Regions from separate parts of the Sus scrofa genome. Here region 1 is linked to region 2. Evidence: chromatin contacts called from public HiChIP or PLAC-seq data. All regions are on one chromosome and are shown on one strand. The core of a region is the stretch at or near the end of the contact, and the rest is flanking DNA. Distances in the headings are between cores, read along the strand shown. Region 1 overlaps PEAK1 (pseudopodium enriched atypical kinase 1). Region 2 overlaps PEAK1 (pseudopodium enriched atypical kinase 1).

Region 1 (3,942 bases), core at 1,013-3,512, 180 kb before region 2:
TTTAATAACTCATTTACTGGTGTTGGTGAGGAAAGCAACAATTCTACCAAATGTAATTTTTGACCCTCAGCACTTTGGTTTGTGGCGTAGTTTTTGAGTCCTTCCTCCTTCAGTTAACTCTATGCAAAAAGGGCAGGTTTGGGAAAAAATGCAGCTTGGTTTCCTTTCCATTTCATTCAATCCATTCAGTGTGGATTCCATTTTACCATGATGGATCTTAACCATTTTCATGTGCTATAACCAGTGTATCCATTTAAAAAGTGGGTTTAAATGGGTTTTATAGTAACAGTATGTCGCGTCTGGGTTTTATATTGACATGTATGCCTCAATATTAGCCAACCTGGCATTGGTCTCCCTTGATCTTTTTGATAACTTTGTTTGATGTGATTGTCAGTCTGAGCTAGTTGTGAAATGTGCTCCTCTTGAAAGTCACCTTCTAAGCAATACTTTTTTCTTTTCATCCCTTTTGAACCACTGGCCTCTCATGAAGTTAAAAGAGTTTGTGTCATTAAATTCTTCTTTAATATTTCATTAAATAATTAAGAGAAGATTCTGGTACAGTAAGGGTATTAGCTTAGTTTTTTGATGAATGAGAGATTCTTTTATTATGCTAATGTGGCAGTCCATGAAATACCTCTAGATTACTTCAGGATGGGGCCTGGTCACCAGAAACACCAACAACATGATTAGAAGCTTGGGACTTTAGGCTAGTCTGACTTCTGGGGAGATGGGGAAGGTTTGGAGATTGAGATTAATCATGTGGCCAGTGACTTAATCAATTCTGCCTATGTAATGAAACCCTGACAAGAACTCTGGACTCTAAATTCAGTGGCGCTTCTCCCCTAGTGAACACACTGATGTGTTAGAATGATGCACTCTGACTCATGGGGAGATGGCATGGAATATGGAAGCCCTATATTTGGGAATATCCTAGACCTTGCCCTGTGTGTATCCTTTATAAGAAAACTGCAATCATAAGTATAATGCTTTCCTGAGTTATGTGAGTTGTCTTAGCAAGTTATCAAACTGAGGGAATCATAGGAATCCCTGTTTTTGTGGCCAGTTGATTAGAAATGCAGGTGGCCAGGGGGCTCCTAAAGTGTGGCTGGCATTTGAAATAAGTGCAGTCTTATATGGGATAATGTCTTTTGGTTTGTGAGCTCCACGCTAGCTCTGAGTGGCTAGGGCCAAAATTGAATTTCAGTACACTCATTTGGAATTGAAAAAGAATAGTTGTACCTTTGTTATAATTAATGAACAATATTGATACCTTATTATAAACTGAGTTTGCATTAGTGTTTACTCTTTATGTTGTACAACTTCATGGGTTTTGACAAATTCATAATGTCATGGGTCTACCATTATAGTATTATACAGAATAGTGTCACTGCCTCACAAAACCCCTATGTTCTACCTATCCATCCTTCTCTTTCATTGCCCCCCAGCTCCTGATTACCACCACTCATTGCTTTGCTGGCTCTATAGTTTTGCCTTTTTTAGACTGTCACATAGTTGAAATCATATAATATGTAGTCTTTTCAGACTGGCTTCTTTCACTTAGCAATAAATCTTTAAGGTTCCTCCACGTCTTATTTTTTTTTTTTTTTTTGTCTTTTTACCTTTTCTAGGGCCACTCCCGTGGCATATGGAGGTTCCCAGGCTAGGGGTCTAATCAGAGCTGTAGCCTCCGGCCTATGCCAGAGCCATAGCAGCACGGAATCAGAGCCATTTCTATGACCTACACCACAGCTCACAGCAACACCAGATCCTTAACCCACTGAACGAGGCCAGGGATTGAACCAGCAACCTCATGGTTCCTAGTCAGATTCGTTAACCACTGAGCCATGGTGGGAACTCCCCTCCATGTCTTTTTGTTACTCAATAGCTTGTTTATTTTTATTGCTGAATAATAGTCCATTGTGTGCATTTACCACAGTTTATCCATTTACCAATTGAAAAATATCTTTTTTCATTTCTTTTCTTTTTTTCGTCCCCCCTCCTCCCACCATTTCAGCTTTATTTTTTACCTTTTGTACACATGGGCAGCGTGTAGAAGTTGTTTGTTCCTGGGCCAGGGATTGAACCTGCACCACACAGCAGCAACCAGAGCCACAGTGGTGAGAAAGGCAGGAGCCTTAACCCTCTAGGTCATGGGTTTTTTTTTTTTTTTTGATAAGATTACAATTCACCATCCACTCTTGCCGTACGTCAACACACACACTCATAGTATTGCATTGTATAGATGTACTCTCCCTAATTCTCTCCCTCCCTTGTGCCCCCCGCCCCCACCCCCAGAGGGCATTTATTTCCCCTCTGTTGTGGCCGGTCAGTCATGCTGAAATCAATGTTCACATGACCTGACCACAAGAGCATTTGCCCCACGCAGCCATTTGTTTTCTTTGGACTTTGTCTTGGTCTATGCAGAGATAGGTTTTCATTTCCACTTGTAAGGGGTCAACTGTATCCTTCCCTTCCTTACTAACTTCTGGAGCTTGCATGTCTGCTTTCAACAGACCTTTTCTATTGGCAGGGATGGCAAGAAAATTGCTCTTTTTTTTTTTTTTTTCTTAGGGCCATGCCTGCATTATATGGAAGTTCCCTGGGCTAGGGGTCGAATTGGAGCCTACACCACAGCCACAGCAACACTACATCCGAGCCATATCTGTAACCTGCACCGCAGCTCATGGGAATGCTGGATCCTTTATCCCACTGAGTGAGGCCAGGGATTGAACCCTCATCTTCATGGATATTGGGTTCTTAACCTGATGAGCCACAATGGGAACTCTAGGATATCTTGATTACTTCCAAGTTTTTGCAATTATTAATAAAGCTGCTATAAACATTCATGTGCAGATTTTTTTGGTAGACATTGGTTCTCCAATTGGACTGCAATTGCTGGATCATGTAGTAAGACTAAGTTTAGCTTTGTAAGAAATTGCCAAACTTTTCCAAAGTGATTTACCATTTTGCATTCCACAGCAATGAATGAGAGTTTCTGTTGCTCCATACCTTGTCAGCATTTGGTGTTGTCACTGTTTTGGATTTTAGCCTTTCTAATAGATGTGTGCTGTGGAATTTTATTGTTTTCATTTGCAGTTTTCTAATGGCATATGATGTTAGTATCTTTTCATATGTTTATTTTCCATTTGTATATCTTTTTTGGTTAGATGTCTTTAGGTCTTTTGTTTACTTTTTAATCATGTTTTTTAATTTGCTTATTGTTGAGTTTGAATTCTTTGCATATTTGGGGGTAATACTCCTTTATCAGATACGCTTTTGCTAATATTTCTCACAGTGTATAGCTTATAGTTTTTTCATTAATGATGTCTTTCACAGAGCACAGGTTTTAATTTTAGTAAAGTCCATCTTAAAGATTTCTTTGTTACTTGATCATGCTTTTGGTGTTGTATATAAAAGCCATCATCAAACCCAAGGTCACCTAGATTTTTTTCCCTATGGTATTTTCCAGGATTTTTATAGTTTTGTGTTTTATATTTAGGTCTGTGATCTATTTTGAGTTAATTTTGTATAAATTTTGTTTTCACTTTTAAAAAGTTATAAAATATTTGAAACATGTAAATTGATATGAAGACTAATATATTGACCAGTATAAAAGTGCCAAGTGGCTTTATAAAATATTCACATTTTGTTTTATAAACATACAGATTATAAAATCAGTCTCATTCCTTTCCCTATCTCAGAATTCAGTATGTTTCAAATCTATGCATATTTTTATAATATACTAAATATCTGTGTACAAGTTTTAAAATTTCACATTAACAACACTATGCATATTACACGTTTCAACAACTTATTTCAAAACTCAGCATTGTTTTTTTTTTGTCTTTTTGCCTTTTCTAGAGCCGCTCCTGAAGCATATGGAGGTTCCCAGGCTAGGGGTCTAATTGGAGCTACAGCTGCCGGCCTACACCACAGCCACAG
Region 2 (3,925 bases), core at 452-2,951:
ATCAATGGTCTGGTATTGATTTCTTTGCTTGTAATGATGCAAAAGCAATCTCCAAAGAACAGGTGGCAAGTGGTTATATACTGGGAGATGTTGGCAGGTTTGGGAAAGGATGTTTTACACTAAATGGTGAATATAAATGCCTCTTTGAAGACCCTCTGGGTGTTTCTAGAAGTACCCAATTGATAGTACAACCTTAAAGGAATAAATTACTAGGACACTGTGAACCCTACCTTTGCAGAGATAAGCAAAAAAAGACCAGCAGTTGGCTCACATAACTTTTCACTGTTTGTCTTCTTAACATATCCCTTTCCATACTAAGGGAATTTAGAGTAGGCTAACAGGTATGACTGTCTCTTGAAGAAGCTAAAAGGTCTGTTAAAATGTTGCAAAAGGAAGTCACTGCTAGAATTTAATAATTTGAAAGCCAAGGGATTCTACCCCTTAAATGCCAAATACCCTGCGGTGATAAAGAGTACTATGATCTTTACCTTGAGTGTTGTCTGAGTTTGCTCAGGCCACCCTAACAAAATACTGTAGACTGGATGGCTTAAACAAAATAAATTTTCTCATAGTTCTGAATGCTGGAAAGTTCAAAATCAAGGTTCTAGCTGATTTAGTTTCTAGTGGGGGGCTCTCTTTCTGCCTTGCAGATGGCTGCCTTCTTCTTGTGTCTTCACATGGCTGAGGTGGGTAGGGACTTTCTAGTGTCTCTTCCTATAAGGACACTAATCCATGTCAGGGCCTCATTTAGCCTTAATTACCTCTTTGTAGGCCCTATCTCCAAATACAGTTAAATCACCTTGGGGGTTAGCATGTCAACATATGAATTTGGGAGGAGCGGGGTAAACAATTTAATCCAAAATGTTCTGTCCCTGCCCCCCACATTGAATTCATATCCTTATCACATACAAAATATGTTCAGTTCATCCCAGTAGTCCCAGAGTTCTTAACTCATTCTAGCATCAACTCTAAAGTCCAAAGTCTCACGTGACTATCATCTAAATCAGATATGGGTGAAACTCAAGGTCTGATAAATCCTAAAGCAAATTTCTTCTCCAAATGTGAACCTAGGGAAATAGTCAAGTTATGTGCTTCCAAAATACAGTGGTGGACAAGCATAGGATGGACAACCCCATTTAAAAAGGGAGAAATCGAAAAGGAAGAAAGGGATGATGGGTCTCAAGCAAGTTCAAAACCTTGCAAGGCCAATTCCAAAACCTTACAAGGCCAATTCCATTAAATACTGAGGCTCAGGAATAATCCTCTTTGATTCAGTATTTTGTCCTCCAGGCCCACTGGAGTGGCAGCATCAACCATGTGGCTCTGCTGGGCCCCTTGATCTTTGGCTTTTCGTAAGGGCCCACCCACATGGCTCACTGCCAGGGCAGGGTCACGCTTGGCCTTCCCAATCTGGAGAAGCATCCCTACCCTTCTAAACAGAAAAGGAAACTGCCTTGCCCTGGGCCTGTGGTGGGAGTAGCAGCCCTTGAATATCTAGAATGTCTTCAGGGTCATGCTTCCCTTTCCTTAAAGAATAGTTCTCTTTCACAGATAAATAGCTCTATGGTCCAGTCCTCAAGCATCCAAGAAGTCCAACAGCCTTCCTTCATTCCACCCAGCTTTCTCTGTCCCTTTAGTTCAAACTGACAGTGCCTTTGCTGGTATAATCCCACCTCTATTTCTGGCTTCTGCTGAGATGGCTGATTAAGTCCATGAGTCACACTCTGATGTCTTTATCAAGTGGTTATTCAGCCACACCCTTAGTATTCTCTTTAGAACAAGCTTTCTCGTTTTTTACAATATGGATAGGCTGAGAGTTTTCAAATCTTCAAGCTCTGATTCCTTTTTGTCCAACAATTCCTTCAACTCTTCTCTCTCCCTTTGCCCTTTACTATAAGCAGTTAGGAAGAAACAAGCCATTCCTTTAACATTTTGTTTAGAAATCTCTCAGCTAAATATTTAGTTTCATAGCTTACAAGTTCTGCCTTTCACAAAATGCAAGAGCACCATTTAGCCAAGTTCTTTGCCATTTTATAAGAAAGTTCATCTTTTTTCTAGTTTCTGATGTGTTCCTCATTTCTATCTGAGACTTCACTAGAATCACCCTTAGTGTTCATATTTCTAGCAACAGTCTATTCAGGGGTATCTAGGCTTTTTCTCTCAGGTGTCTTAAAACTCTTCCATCTTCTACCCAATTCCAAAGCAGCTTCTTCTGTATTTTTGGTTATTTGTTAAAGCAATACCCCACTTCTCAGTAACAAAATCTTCATCTTAGTCTGCTTGAGCTGCCATAACAAAATACGATAAACTGGATGACTAATGAATAATAGGGTTTATTTTCTCCCATTTCTGTAGACTGCAAAGGGAGAAGATTCTCTTCCTGGTGTGAGACATGCCAGGGGTGGGGAGGGTGGGGGAGAGAGTATGCACATTGGGGGGGGTCAGGGCTTTAACTTATGAATCTTGGGAAGACAAGTTCAGTCCATAGCTTTATTTGGTTTTTCATTCAATGTGAATAGCTTTATTTTTGTTGGTCTTAAACTAAAAGACATCACAACATAAAATAAGAAAAGGTATATTTGGGAGTTCCCTGGTGGCCTGGCAGGTTAAGGCTCCAGCATTTTCACAGCTGTGGTACAGGTTACTGCTGTGGTGTGGATTCAGTCCCTGGCCCAGGAATTTCCACGTGCCATGGGTATAGCCAGAAGAAGGAAAAAAAAAAAAAAGAAAGAAAGAAAACAGAAAAGTAGCTTTGGAGTCAGCTTAATGGGTCCAAATTCTGAATCTGTTGTTGTATATTCCCAAGCAAGTCACATAACCTCTCCCTTTTCACATGAATGGATACTCGCTGCTGTACCTACCTCCCTCATTAGAGGTTTATATGCATATGTGTTTATGTAGTGAAACTGCTTTTATAAACTGTGAAGTACATGTAAGAGAATGCATTGTTGTTATTAATAATGGAAAAATTACTTCTCAACATTCTCTTGGTCACTATCATTCTTTAATATTAGGTACTAGTCTTGAGCATATTTTGATAAGCTCTGCACTTAGATTATTTTCTTGCTCATTTCTTCAAAGACATAAACATCTTTTCTTAAGATTATGAGAGAAAGCTACTAAATGTTACAACCCTCTAGAATTTTAGCACTGCCCCAAATTGGAAACAAAGTGCCTGATATTAAGTAAACAATTTAATAACTTATGGTAGAGCAGCCCAGTGGAATGTTTGCAGAGGTTAAAAATGGTCATTATGAAGACTATATATAATCAAGGAAAACATTTTTTGTAAAATGTCGTATGGAAATAGCAGAATATCAAGTATTATGATCACTTTAAAAAACTGACCTACAAAATGGTAATATGCAAATAATTTCTATGTTAGAATGTTGATGATTATAGGCAATGAAAAACAATACCATTCACTTACATGTGGAATCTAAATCATGGCACAGGAGTTCCCATTGTGGCTCAGTGGTAACGAACCTGAATAGTATCCATGAGGATGCAGGTTTGATCCCTGACCTCGCTAAGTGGATTAAGGATCCAGCATTGCTGTGGCTGTGGTGTAGGCTGGCAGCTACCGCTCAATTTGACCTCTAGCCTGGGAAACCACATGCCGCGGGTATGGCCCTAAAAAAAAAAAAAAAAAAATTAGGCAATGATGTCCTGGTGTATAGCATAGGGAACTATGTCCAATCACTTGGGATGGGACATGATGAAAGATAATATGGGAAAGAGAGTGTGTATAGATCTATGACTGGGTCACTTTGCTGTACAGCAGAAATTGACAGAACAATGTAAATAATCTATAATTTTAAAAAAATTCTAAGTTGGCTAGATTATGAGGCAGAGTTGGGAGGCAACAAGGAAGGGAGCTGAAATAGAGCCAAAGAAACTGCTCTTGTCACGTGAAGCACAGACT

The links. HiChIP or PLAC-seq counts read pairs in DNA pulled down with a chosen protein or histone mark.
Region 1: an H3K27ac HiChIP or PLAC-seq map of alveolar macrophages shows a contact between it and region 2. The contact joins two enhancer-like sites. A contact is called at or near these places in 2 of 2 datasets of contacts at active chromatin or transcription factors (alveolar macrophages and skeletal muscle).

Annotation. Positions count from the first base shown.
Region 1 is chr7:57,418,976-57,422,917 of Sscrofa11.1, reverse strand. All of the region lies in intron 1 of PEAK1 (pseudopodium enriched atypical kinase 1), which reads left to right. Among named protein-coding and RNA genes, the nearest start is that of PEAK1, 24 kb to the left of the region's middle. Within about 2 kb of position 2,262, at least 2 of the 83 cell types and tissues checked have an H3K27ac peak or open chromatin away from gene starts, as enhancers often do. A contact at or near this core is called in alveolar macrophages, where this site is marked.
Region 2 is chr7:57,237,742-57,241,666 of Sscrofa11.1, reverse strand. The region is part of intron 5 of PEAK1 (pseudopodium enriched atypical kinase 1); the gene reads left to right. Among named protein-coding and RNA genes, the nearest start is that of TSPAN3, 52 kb to the right of the region's middle. Within about 2 kb of position 1,701, at least 7 of the 83 cell types and tissues checked have an H3K27ac peak or open chromatin away from gene starts, as enhancers often do. A contact at or near this core is called in alveolar macrophages, where this site is marked.